Linked DNA regions of Sus scrofa: region 2 is linked to region 1. The links are chromatin contacts, called in public HiChIP or PLAC-seq maps. All regions are on one chromosome and are shown on one strand. The core of a region is the stretch at or near the end of the contact, and the rest is flanking DNA. Distances in the headings are between cores, read along the strand shown. Region 1 has its middle 43 kb from the start of TRNAE-UUC. Region 2 overlaps RNGTT (mRNA-capping enzyme).

Region 1 (6,728 bases), core at 2,355-4,854:
CACAGATATTATCTCATTTAATTCTGCACAGCCTCTCTATGAAGGAAATTACAATAATAATAGCTTACATTTTTTATGTGCTTACTACGTGCCCCACAGGGTTTTGCATTGCTTCTTCATCAAAGTCTTTTAAATTTGAGGAAACAGGCTCAAAGATGAGGATAACTTGCTCAAGGATGCACAGTTAATAGAGTAGAAATTTATATCCAAGTATGTCTGACCCAAAGCCCAGACTTCCTGGTTTATCATGATGCTTCTTTAGTGAGTGAAAAGTCCACTGGGGATGGAAGAGCTGTATTTTATTTTTATTTTAAACGGTGGTACTTTGCTTCTGGTGGGTAAGCTGAGTACCTGCCATTTTTCTTGATTATGCCAAGGCTTTACCTATATCCCTCAGAATGAAGGCAAGGAACTAGTCAAAGGACGTTCTTAAGAGTACGGTTTTCATGACTTAGGAAGCAGCAAGGGCAAGGAATGGAACTCTTTGACCAGATCCTATCTCTAGGTTACCACCTAAGGATGAATAATCAAACACACCAAGATGAAAGACTCCACACTGTTAACCCTTTGAGTGGTAGTGATGAAAGGAATTCTAGGAGAGTATGGAAACCCTTGACTGGATGGTACTTGGGAAACTGCAATTTCCTTTGGCATCCCATACTGCCTCTGGGCTTCACAATTGCGGTGTGATTATGAGTCTGATTCTGCTTCAGAGCTGTCTCCACATGTGAGGAGAGGGCCTGGGCCTCTGAGGAGCATGGCTTTTTGGAGCATGTGTTTGTGTTCAGTTCATGGATGGATTGGCTCTCCATATAGGTGACTACAGCAATATTTGGAGATACAGCCTCAGGGGAAGAAAGCTCAAAAATGTCAAAACCATGGGTTCAGTAGCTAGAGCTATGTAGCCCTTCCCCTCCCCCCAGATTCCTGTGGGATGAAGAAAAACTTTCATCATTGGATTTCCTCACTTTTGACGATCCAGGATGTGGTTGTGGTAGGCCAGAGTGTGGTTATTTTGAAATTTGAGGTTTCTGCCCAGCTACCTCCAAGAATTCTTAGTGGGTGGCATTGCCTGTGTCCTTTCAGACTTAAACGGGAAAAGAAGTGGGTACAGAAAGAAGCTTTTGTCTAGAAAATGCAGTATTTTCATGTTTAAGCTATCATTTTTACAAATGAGACATAGTATCATTAAGCCATAGTATGTAACGGGTTTTCAGCTAGAATTTTGTGATGTGCTTTTAAAAACAAAAAACAAACAAAAAACCCAAACATATCAGGTCTATACAATGGGCCTGCTAAATTCTGAACTCTTTACACCTTTTTTCTCTTCAAAATGCCCCAAACTTCATGCTGTAATTTTAACTTATGGTAAAGATTTTACTGGTTGACATGTTGGCAAAAAGAAAGAGGTGACATATGAGTTAAGACTTCAGTTATCTGCCTTTTAATTTTTTTAAAAACTCTTTTCCATTATGGTTTTATTACAGGATATTAAATATAGTTCCCTGTGCTATGTAATAGCACCTTGTTGTTTATCCGATGCACTTTGATTTAGGCTAATTTTCTAAATTTCAAGCTGTACCTAATGGCCTGTCTGCCACGTGAAGCAGAAAGCCACAGATGTCCTCTGAACAATTGTTTGAAAGTAAGGCATTTCAACAGCTCCTACTACATGAGGAGACCACCTGGGCATATAAAAACCATCTTTCATTTCAAAGTGGACAGGAAACACAAGACATTCTAAAACATTGCCTGGAAATCATGCAAGAAAATTAAGTTTTCCTTCAGAAATAATTAGGCTTGAAAACAAATATGCCCTGACTAAAGCAACGGGGCTGGTTGGCAGAGGAGGAGAGTAAACTGCTATCCAGCTATTAGAGGTGTTTATGAAAGTGGGGCAGGAAAGTGCCCATGAAACTAGGCCAGACTCTAGGTTCATAACCACAGATGATCTGCTGTGACATAATTTTTTATAAGGGCTCAAAAGTGTGGCAAACATTTATATTGGAGGACAAAAGAAAAAGCAGCATCTAGAACCGCCTATGTGGTAAAATGCCAGATACCATGGCTCTGACAGTAAGAGGAATTTTTTTGTTCTGCACCTTCAGAGTTAATTTTCCTCTCCTCATGAAGTCCGGAGGAATTACAAAAATCTTTTATATCAGATTTGCAAATCCTGATAAGTTACCCACCCCTACTCTCTATCAGCTTGCCCTTTCGACAGGCGGTGCGCAGTAAAATGAATAAATTCAGCATATTTTCCTGTTCACCAAGCATAAATTATTACTAACTGTGGTGAGAGGCTATTTGAAAAGCCGTTTTATTTTCTATACCGAAAAGCTTCTTTTATCTATAAAGGATTCTGTTTGAAATCGAAGTAGATATTGTCTTATCTTTGTGACCCCAGGAAACTGAACTAGAATGACATATTTCTACTCTAAAGAGGGCAATGAGAGGATTCATGTGTACGCTAGATAAACTCTGCTAATCTATTCCTGCTCTTGGATCAGATTTCCAGTCTGTGAAACACTAGGAGACTCACTCTAGCATTTGTATGTGATACAACACCATTGAAATTATCTATGAGTGTGTTCTAATTGGCAGGCTTCAGCCGGGGGGCGGGGGGAAGGGCAGGGGGATGCGGGGGAGGGCACGGGCGAGTAGGATTGGACCCTGTGACCTCAGAGATCCCTTCCAACTGACAAGCATTCCAAGGCTTTCATGCCATAGCCCTTTAGTAATAGGCTGCTGCCCTGATATTTTTGCCCAGCCTTTTAGCTCTAGTCCATTAAGTCATGATTTCCCTCAAACACCGTCCCTGAAAGGATGGTAGCAATTTGGCAAAGTGTCAGTTCGAAGTAGCACTAACAAAATGTGTATCTATCCAATGATCATAGCTTTTATTCATTGACAAACAGCCTGGAAATTCATAAATAGTTTTCATGTGATAGCACATTTCTTCTATCCTCATTTCATCTGAGCTCTGTCATCATCATAAACTGGGCATTGAACCATTGAAGCTGGCATTCAGCATTAACATGTGATATGGTACCCCTCACCATTTTGCTCGTTCTTGGTTGCTTTTTCTTTCTTTTATTTATTTATATGTTTATTTTGGAGGAGCGCAGAAAGGATCAATGATTTCTAAAAATGAACATTTTAAAAAAGTGAAGTATAGTTGATTTACAATGTTGTGTCAGTTTCTGGTGGACAGCAAAGTGATTCTGTTATACACACATACACATATATATTCTTTTTCGTGTGTTCTAAATGATAGGTTATTACAAGATATTGAATATAGTTCCCTGTGCTCTACAGTAGGTCCTCAGAGCAGTATGTATTTGCTAATCCCAAACTCCTAATTTATCCCCCCCAACATTTCCCCTTTCCTAACTGTAAGTTTGTTTTCTGCATCTGTGAGACTGTTTCTGTTTTGTAAATAAGTCCATTTGTATCATATAAAAATGAACATTTTTAATGAAGCCACTATTTGGGCATCAGTGCTAGAGAAAAGAGATTGGACATTTTGAACCTTGTGTGGTAAGGCAGAAAATAATCCTGAATCAAAGCCTCTTGGCTGCGAGCAGGGCTGACTCACAAGCTTGGCTCTTCCATTCAGCAGGAAGCAGCACTTGGAGGGGACTGACTCACTTGCCCAGGCAGCACGTGCGTGAGGTTGAGCCGTGAGACCAACTGCCTCACAAGCCGTGGTGGTGGTTCTCTCTGCGAAGTGAAAAGCATGTGAAAATTATTCATCCTCATATGTTAGGTCTTAAAATAGTTTGCTCTGTTGATCCATTTATAAGAAACGTGCAACCACTTTTCTCAGCCCACCTGGGTGAACGTTCAAATGACCGAAAACAGTTTCTGGTAGAAATACACGCGGTATAAAACGTTGGCATCAACTTTGACTTCACTCCCTTTTCTGCCTCGAAATCTCTCTTTAGTCACAAAATAGTTACCCCTGAATTTCCTTATTGGGGAAGCCACCCCATTACCCAATTTAGGTCCTTGTCACCTCTCACCTCTGTCATCGCCATTGCTTTTAAACAGCATGAAGTGGTTAGGATTTCTTGGTTGCAAGCAACAGAATCCAAATCTGGGTAATAAGGGATTACTGGAAGGACTCACAGAATCAGTAGGAGATGGGCAACTGGGTTTCGAACAGGTAGGAATAAGGCATCTCTGGAAGCCTGGAAGCAGGAAGCAAACACCTGCTTCATAGCAGCTTGAATCTGTTTGAGGTCAGGACAGCTGTGGCCATAGACAGTGTGCCATTTCTTTTGATCTCATGTCATTGGTTTAAAGTGAGTCCAAGTGACACCTTTGTCCCTGGATGTGCTGGGGTGAAAAAGAAGAAAATCTTATTCTATGGCTTCCTGGATCCCTGGAATTACTGTCCCTCTAAGACGACACATAACACATGGTGGAATGAGGTAATCACCCAAAATAAAACTGGTGAGAAAGGATGCTTGGTGACAAATACCCTGGAGAAAGGATTTCCCCCTCCAATCCCTCATCCCTCCAACCCATTTCAATTTAACAAACATCTAAGTATTAACCCCGCACAAAGTGCAACATTAGGTATTGGGAATTCTGGGAAAAGGGATCTTCTACACTTTGCTACCAATTGCACTGCATTTGGCGGGGCCATGTACTCTGACGGCTTTTTTTAAAGACAATATTTTTCAAGAATAGGTTTAGGTTCACAGTACAATTGAAAGAAAGTTATCGAGAAATTTTCCATATGACCTCTGCTTCCATATAAGCAGAGCCTCCTCCATTACTGACATCCTCCAGCAAAGTGGTACCTTTGTCACACAGGTGATCATCCTACATTGGTGCATCATAATCACTCAGAGTCTGTAATTCACATTAGGGGTCACTCTGGGTATTGTATATTGCGGAAGTTGGAACAAATTAATAATGACTTGTATCTACCTTTGTGATATTATACAAAGTATTTACACTGCCCTAAAAATTTTCTGTGCTGTACTTATTTGCTCCTCCCTCCAACCCCTAACCATTGACCTTTCTCCTGTCTCTATAGTTTTGCCTTTTTCGAATGTCACATAGTTGGAATCATAGTCTGCAACACTTCCCAATTGTCTTCTTTTACTTAATACTACGCATTTACATTTCCTTCATGTCCTTTCATGACTTGATAGCTCTGTTTTTTTTTTTTTTTTTTTTTTTTTTTTTAGGGCCTCACCGCCCGGCATGTGGAGGTTCCCAGGATAGGCGTCTAATTGGAGTTACAGCTGCCGGCCTACACCACAGCCACAGCGATACCAGATCCAAGCTGCATCTGTGGCCTACACCACAGCTCACGGCGACGCTGGATTTGTAACCCACTAAGCGAGGCCAGGGATTGAACCTGCAACCTCATGGTTCCTAGTTGGATTCGTTTTCCACTGTGCCACAATGGAAACTCCTTGATAGCTCTTTTTCAAAGTGCTTAATAACATTCCGTTGTCTGGATGTACTATAGTCTATTTATCTATTCACCTGCTGAAGAGCGTCTTGGTTGCTTCCAAGTTTGGGCAATTATGAATAAAGTTCTGATCATCCATGGGCAGGATTTTGTGTGGATGTAAGTTTCCAACTTCTTTGGGTAATTACTAAGGATCACCATCGCTGGATCATATGTTAAGAGGATGTTTGCTTTTGTAATCCCACGGCTTTTCCCTGAGGAGCAGCAATGAAGAACTGGCCACCGTGCCATGCATTCCAACAACATCTTCTGAGATGATCTGAAGTCTTCCTCCTGCCTTTCCCCTCTGCATCTCTCTGAGTTCTTTCACCCCATAAAGTGCACTCCTCACCTTCCTTCCCCCTGTGTCTTGGTCTTACTCTTGTATCATTAAGATGTTAGGTGAAAGCAGACATCGGGGATCATACTGGGGTGCTGGAGATGTTCCATAGAAGATTGTGGTTGCCCAAATCAGTAAACTTACTAAAAATCAATGCATCTTACATGTAGAACAGGTGAATTTGATGGCATGAAAACAACACCTCATTTAAGTTGTTAATAGAAAAAGATGTCTTTAGGAGGTACTGAAGACTGGCAAATGCACTCCCTTGGGTGGAATTCCTTTCGGGGGAAGGAGTTGATGGAGAACTGTGGCATGGTGGATGTAGGGTTTGACAAGCTTCCCAGGGCACAGACAATGCTGGGATTAAGGACAAACTCATACAGGGTTGTGGCGTAACCTAACTAGTTACTTCTTGATCATTTGTCATCCTTCTGCTTCAGGAAACCTGGGGTTCAACAAGTATTCTCAGGAGGTACCTTGATGCTGGCACATGAGCTGAGACTGGACCCCACAGACTGAAAGATCTTCTCAGGAGGGGTGCAGAGCAAGAGTGTGGCATTTTCTTGTGCAGGAGGAGAGGGTCACTGGAGATGTGGCATACTCCCCCTCTTTCCAGCAGGTTTCCAGCCCCTAAGTTATAACATAAGAAAAGGAAAGATAAAATGCCTCGTAGGAGTAGGAGGTTTGCTCCAAAAACTCTAAATCCCAGAGACTGCATGACCCTGACTGAGAATCCTCTTCTTCAAATGTTGTTGCATGGCCCAAAGACCATCCCATTGGTAACCTTATTTGTTTCAGCAGGTATCTGTGTGCTAGAAAGTCTGTCATAATCCACAGTGTTTATCACATCCAGTCTTAATGATTTGTCCGGACTTGCGGGGCCCCCAGCAACCATCTCCATCTTAACTCTGT
Region 2 (6,728 bases), core at 2,154-4,653, 740 kb after region 1:
ATTGTTCAAATATTTGTTAATGCAGAAAGAGATTCATAGTATAGTCAATGAAGAAAAAGCAGGATAAAAATCAGAATGTATAATTATGAGGGTTAGGGAAATAAAACTTTGCATGCATAGGAAAACAGACAGGGAAGTCTACACCAAAATGTTAAGAAATACCATCTCTATGCAGAATTATCAATGATATTTGCTTTCCTCATTATACTTTCTTGTACTTTAAGAAATTTTAGAAATAAGCACAAATGGCTTTTATAAGTGGGGGGGGATTAAAGCTATATTAAAAAAAAATAGAAATACAGTCTCATCAGAGTCTGAAAAACATTTTCCCTTTGGCAATAAAATGAGATAATCAACTTCGTTGGTCATACCACACCTTCAAAATTAGCAGGTATTTCTCCTCTCCTATTATAAAGCATTCATGCTAGAGCTTTTCCGTGGGCAATAAAAACAGAAAAGTTGATAATTTAAATTGATTCATTTCACCACCATCTCTATCCATTTGTACCACTTCCTATAAAATTCACTATGGTTTTTCTTTTTAAATGATTAATCAATTAATTTTTTTAATATTTACTGAAGAGTCAACCAGGTATTGGGCACAGATGCTAGAAATTACAGTAAACAGCACAGGTTCTTCATCTAACCTCATATAATTTATACTCATACCAAGAAAAGAAGATGTTAAACAAATAATCCCAACATAATAAATACTGAAAAAGTACAAGACGTCACAGGAGCACATAAAACACAGAATCTGTCAGAGCTTGGACATCAGGAAAGGCATTCCAGAGGAATTCTCATACGACTGATAATAACAGCAGGCTATGAGCACTTAGTGAGCAATGACCATGCACCAAGAAGCATTCAAAGCTCTTTACATTAACTCAATTAAGCCTTACCACAACCTTACCACGCAGGGAAAAACACTATCCCCATGTTCCAGACGAGGAAACTGAAACCTCAGTAAGTTAAGTAACCTGCCCAAGGTCAAAAGCTGGCAAAATAGAAAAGCTGTCCTTAAAACCAAGACAAGAGCCTATCTCAGCCACCTCCCTCTACAGTATACTGCCTCTGACCTGCACTGTGCAGGAGTTCACTAAGCAACCACTAAAGGGGGGAGGGTAAAGAGAAAGAGGACAGGTGTGTGGTGATAACCAGGGCTTGGTATACACAGACTACCAGATGCAATATCCTTGAGATAAAAACAGAAGGTACATGATCTGGCAAAAACAACCAAAAATTCAGAATACAGAAGCATAGAAAAAAGGGGTATAGCATGGCTTGAGACTAGAGAAGTAATCAAGAACTTGGTGTTTAATGAAAACTATTTTTAACTTTATTCTAAAAAGTGGAAAGCCCCTGATATGAGAAACAGAAACCACATGGGTAATTCAAACACACGAGATATAATAGAGGAAACAGGTTACATGGATATTGGAAAGCTGAAAAGGTAACAAAGGAAGATGAAGTTAATCTAGAGATGAGTAACTTGGGAAGCACTGCCCCCCAGAGGGCTGCAGGAACAGAACAGAAGGGGTGTGTTATCAGGAGCCAAGAGCTTGGAGGTAGGGCACTGTGAGGTCTGAAAGATGGTGGGGAAGTCCATGGGGCTGAGGACTCAAACCTCTAAGGAAGTGGCACCATACTGCAAATGGACCTCTAAGGAGAGGAGCCCTGCAGCTCAAGTATCTATCTCTTCGGAGGAGGAGATCCAGAGGGAGGATGCTCTAAGTGCGGAGAGGACAGAGGGTAATGGGTGAGGAAATACTGGCAGCACTCATCTGCCTGGGACACCTCGTCCAGAGCTGGTACCCATGAGTGGGAGCAGTACGGCTAGTCCTGGGAATGTCACAAGGAGCTGGAGACCAAGTGAGAGTTGTCATGGGCTGCTGGAGAGACAAGGAAACCAGAAACAAAGGAAGTCCCTTCCCTTGACTTCCAAATTCCTGCCAGTGCTCCCAGCAGTAAATTCCAACAGGAAGCGAGCTGGCAAGGGAGTCTGAGAAATGCAGATTGCAGAGTCTCCTACTACAGTTTCAAAGAGTGGACCAGAGCTGAGAAAGAGTAGGTAAATAAAGAGCAGACCACTGAAAGCCTTTCTGCAAACTAGCAATATAACCTGATCTGCATTTTTAAGAGTTCACCCTCACATAAAGTATACTCCTAAAGGGTAGGAACCAATCTGAAGACCAGAGAAATTACGAGGCTTCCATAGTACAAGCGGGACTACAGTGGCAACGATAAGTCAGAGGTAAGTGGATACATTCAATACATTTGAGAGGTAGACTGACAGGACAACGTGCTATTGATTGGCTACAGGGCCGAGGGAAGAGACGCTGAGGATGACTTCCAAACTTTGGGCAGGAGGAAGGGGGAGGCCTGCATTTGCCGAGCTATGGCGCGATGGAAGAGGAAGGAGTACCTGTTCAGTTAAGTTAGGGAGGAGTGACAGACAGGATATGGACATGGATATTTTCACTTTTACACTGGAAACCAAAAGGCCCAGATATTCTCTTTCCTTGTCTTAGCAAGTTGGAAACAGGCTCGGGATCTAAGTCAGACAACCTAACGCTCCTTCCCAAAACTTTTAACTTGAGTGACAGTGAAGCACAGGAATAGCTGAAAAATGATTCAGTGTGAGAGCAGAGGCATTGTCAGCAAAGTGCCAACAGTGGCTTCCTACTCAAAGTGTTCCTATGCTTGACCTTGGCTCAGGTTCTTGCTGCCTGGCTTCCCTTGATTCCTAGCCATTTTCTGAGACTGGTTCTCCTGAGAGCCTTCCAATTTATTCCTTTGCCTAAATTAGCCAAAGGTGATTTCTGCTGCTGACAGTCAATGTAATAATGCTAATAGATGTGCTGGTTCTTTTTTTTTTTTTTTTTTTTTTTCATTTTGCCCGCTATATACAGCTGAATTCAAGTATGTTACATATGCCTATGACGTAACCCGCCCATAATGTCCCCCAACCTATCCTCAATCCCAACAGTTACATGATACCATCATTTTACATAATAACATCATGCCAAGAGATATGTCATCTGTTTCCTGTCCTTCAACAGAGATAAGTGTATAATGTCAAGTCCTGAGTTTACCTTCCCTTTGTATATTTCCCTCCTAAGAACGCACTGTCAAATATCTACTGTTTCTCTACCAGCTACATTTCCTCTCATTTCTATTCCCAATAGAATTAGTACACAGTCCCTGAAACCTAATTCTCAAGGTTGCAGAGATATATAGATACAGAGTCAGGTATATTAAAATTTCTTATAAAGAAATTTCAGTTTAGAGTCACTTCCCCACATACAATTATAAACCTTCCTGACATTAGAGCAGCTGGTCAGACTCTGCCCCCTTCTCACCAACACCTGTCAGAGCTTATTCCAAAAATGAAACAAGAACAGCTGACTTGCTAAACCCCAGCTTTCTTCCTTCGCCATGGGTGCTTATGCACACTTTGCCTTTTTCTCTCTCTAGCTCACCGCTCAGCAAATTTTATCTCTGGTAATCTCTTTTGCAAAGTATATCCAAGTCCCCTTTAACTCATTTTTCCCTCATTTCTTTAAACTCAAAGAAAAAGGAAATTTATGTTATATATATTTTACAATATTTTAATGAAAAAACATTTTCCTCCTTTTCACCTCATTCACATAGTTCCAATAATGAACCTGAGAAAGCTCTGATGAAGGCTAGTGACACATCTGTATCAAGCAAAATTAAGTTTTTTTAAAGTCATTAAGTTTTTGATCCACCTAGACAAAATAATCAGTGTCACAGAGTCCCCTCAGGAATTAAGCAAGCTTTATAGGCTTGGGAACCTAACAATCATTCAGACTAGAATTCTATGGAAATACAACCTAAAGTCCACCAACATATACTAAGAAATCTCAGAAGAAAGACTTCAGATAACTTTAAACATCATTGTTTGCACTGCTTCCACGAAAAGACCAATACCTGATGATAAAACAATGTAATCCTACACACAGCCTTTACTTTCAAACATAATGGCTATAATCTATTTATCTGACACAAATAATAATTCAACCTTGAAAACAAAAACTATTTGAAAGAGAAGTGAAACTTTACCTTATTTCATCCTCCCAGAAAGAACTCATATTAAGTTCACTCTTATTTTCACAGTAACAAATTAAAGAGAATACGCACACAAACAGTAACATCACCACCACCAAACCTTTTTAAAATTTTTTATCTCCACTCTTAACAATCACTGAAATGAAGACAGAGTCCTAACATATTCTTCACATAACTGGGATGACACAGTTCTCTTCATCAAAAACTATCAAAATTTTCATTCAACATTATAATAGATTCCAACCCAACAGGTATTTTTATCTTGATTTATTGATCCTATAAGCACATCAGACTTCTTCAAAGGGGTTAGATCCTTTTCAATCTTCCTATCACATCAATTTAAAGTCATGAAACAGATGTGATTAAAGTTTTATAATCTTAAATTCACCTTAAGCCCACAGCTTCATTCTACTATGTGATCACTTACAAACACAACAGTATTTAAACAAACAACATGTATTATTTAATTTTAAGTTGCAAAGCCCATACACTTCCCCATCAGTTTAATGGTCAAACTTTTCTGACCAGCCTTTGATCTTAGAGCGTTAATTGTATATTAAATGGCAGGCCAGGAGTTCCCGTCATGGCTCAGTGGTTAACGGATCTGACTAGGAACCATGAGGTCACAGGTTCGATCCCTGGCCTTGCTCACTGGGTTAAGGATCTGGCATTGCTGTGAGCTGTGGTGTAGGTCGCAGACACGGCTTGGATCCCGAGTTGCTGTGGCTCTGGCGTAGGCTGGCGGCTACAGCTCCGATTCAACCCCTAGCCTGGGAACCTCCATATGCTGAGGGAGAGGCCCTAGAAAAGGCAAAAAGACAAAAAAAAAAAGAAAAGAAAAGAAAAAAAAAAAGCAGGCCAAAAGCATGTCACTGAACATTTGAACAGTTTGCCAATATTTAAATGTCTTCTACTTAGGCATAGTCATCTTTATTTTATATGTTGTTTATACAGCCAATGTGTTACATTCATCCAAGCTTTGTTTAAGTTTGGTACTTGGTAAACTCTGTCCATGGAAAAATCATCAGTCAAAAGACTAACTTTTATTTCAACTTGGGTAAATACAAATAAATCTAGAAGCCCTCGGGATATCTACCATTAAAAAAAATTACCTCTAAGTCTTCTCACTAAACCTCAGAAAACCCTTTAAGTCTTCTCACTAAAACACCATGTATGCCTAATTCTATTAATAGAGAGTAATAATTTTCAAAGCATATATGTTTCTATCTCAAGAAACCCCCTTCAACCTGCAAGACTTAATTTTATGGAAAGCTTAAAAATCAACACAACAAAAGAATCTGGCAAGACACAGGGCCCAGTATCAATTTCTAGATTCTTCCCTCCCACTCCACAGAATTAATGATACTAATACAAATAATCAAGTGTATAATAAGACTTAAAGCAAATTTGTTCCAAACCATCCAATGATTTAAAATTTTAACTTGCTTACCTTATTTACATGAAGCACAATGGTACCGATGCTATCATTATGGGCTTTGGAAAGAAAACTCCTGTTCCAGACTCAATTGTGCTTGCCATCTAGAATGCTAAAAAGTAGGCAGGCAACTGGAAACAAAAATCTCATCAAATAGTATAAAATGATTCTGTCTAACTCCTAGATATATGTTTAACTTCAGAACTGCAGCTTCCTTGTCCTGCTTTCATATTGCCATCCTCCACTGCTCAGAAATTTGCACATGCCTACTGCTAAGCCTATGTATCTATAAAACTATACTATCTTGTCCTAAAATACATTATCTTCAAACTCTTACTCAAAACTCCCTTTCATGAAATCTCTCATACTCTAAATAGCAAGTCAAATTCAAATCATTCTATCACTCCAAGTTTTCTAAAAAGTATAATTCCAATATGTAACAAAGATAGTTGCCTCTGGTAGAAGAGAAGTATATGGGGAACAATCAGGAGACTTAGAGTCTATTTTAAGGAGTTTCAGCTTTACTTTGAGGCTGAGCTGATTTGCAGCTGAAATGCAACAAATATTAAAAGATAAAATAACATACTATATGTTGTTCATTTATGAACATTAGTATGAAAGGTATTTCATTAGATACCATTAATTATATATCAATAGATAGTAAATGGGGTGAAGATATCTATTGGCAAAAGAGAAGGCACCAACATAGAAAGATATCTGGGAGTCCACTGCAGTGGGTAAAAACTTTCATCCCAAAAAGCCTCTTCCTAGCTATGTGATTTTGCACAAATCACTTGACTGCCTTAAGATGCAGTTTCCTCATTAAAACTCTCCACCTCCTAACCACTAAGATGGTTGCAAGAATTAAATGAGTTTGTACCCCCATGTACAAAGAAGTATTATTCACAACAGACGTGTAGAAGAAAAAGGTAAATATGTAAGCAAAATGAGGTATATACATTAAGTGGAATATTATTCAGCCTTAAAAAGGGAAGGAATTTCTGACATATGCTACAACACAAATGAGCCTTGAAGACATTATGCTAAATGAAATAAGCCAGCTACAGAGAGACAGCTACTGTATGATTCTACCTCTATGAGGTACCTAGAGTAGTTAAAAAAAAAAAAAAAAAAAAATCAGAGCGACCAAAAGTAGAATGGGTGGTTACCAGGAGCTGGGAGAATTAGGGAATAGGAATTA

Evidence for each region. HiChIP or PLAC-seq counts read pairs in DNA pulled down with a chosen protein or histone mark.
Region 2: an H3K27ac HiChIP or PLAC-seq map of skeletal muscle shows a contact between it and region 1, with 7 times the contacts expected there. The contact joins two enhancer-like sites. A contact is called at or near these places in 2 of 47 Hi-C or Micro-C datasets (fetal heart ventricle and retroperitoneal adipose tissue) and 1 of 2 datasets of contacts at active chromatin or transcription factors (skeletal muscle).

Annotation. Positions count from the first base shown.
Region 1 is chr1:56,258,182-56,264,909 of Sscrofa11.1, forward strand. No RefSeq gene overlaps it. Among named protein-coding and RNA genes, the nearest start is that of TRNAE-UUC, 43 kb to the right of the region's middle. Within about 2 kb of position 3,605, at least 9 of the 83 cell types and tissues checked have an H3K27ac peak or open chromatin away from gene starts, as enhancers often do. A contact at or near this core is called in skeletal muscle, where this site is marked.
Region 2 is chr1:57,001,053-57,007,780 of Sscrofa11.1, forward strand. The region is part of intron 8 of RNGTT (mRNA-capping enzyme); the gene reads right to left. Among named protein-coding and RNA genes, the nearest start is that of RNGTT, 58 kb to the right of the region's middle. Within about 2 kb of position 3,404, at least 2 of the 83 cell types and tissues checked have an H3K27ac peak or open chromatin away from gene starts, as enhancers often do. A contact at or near this core is called in skeletal muscle, where this site is marked.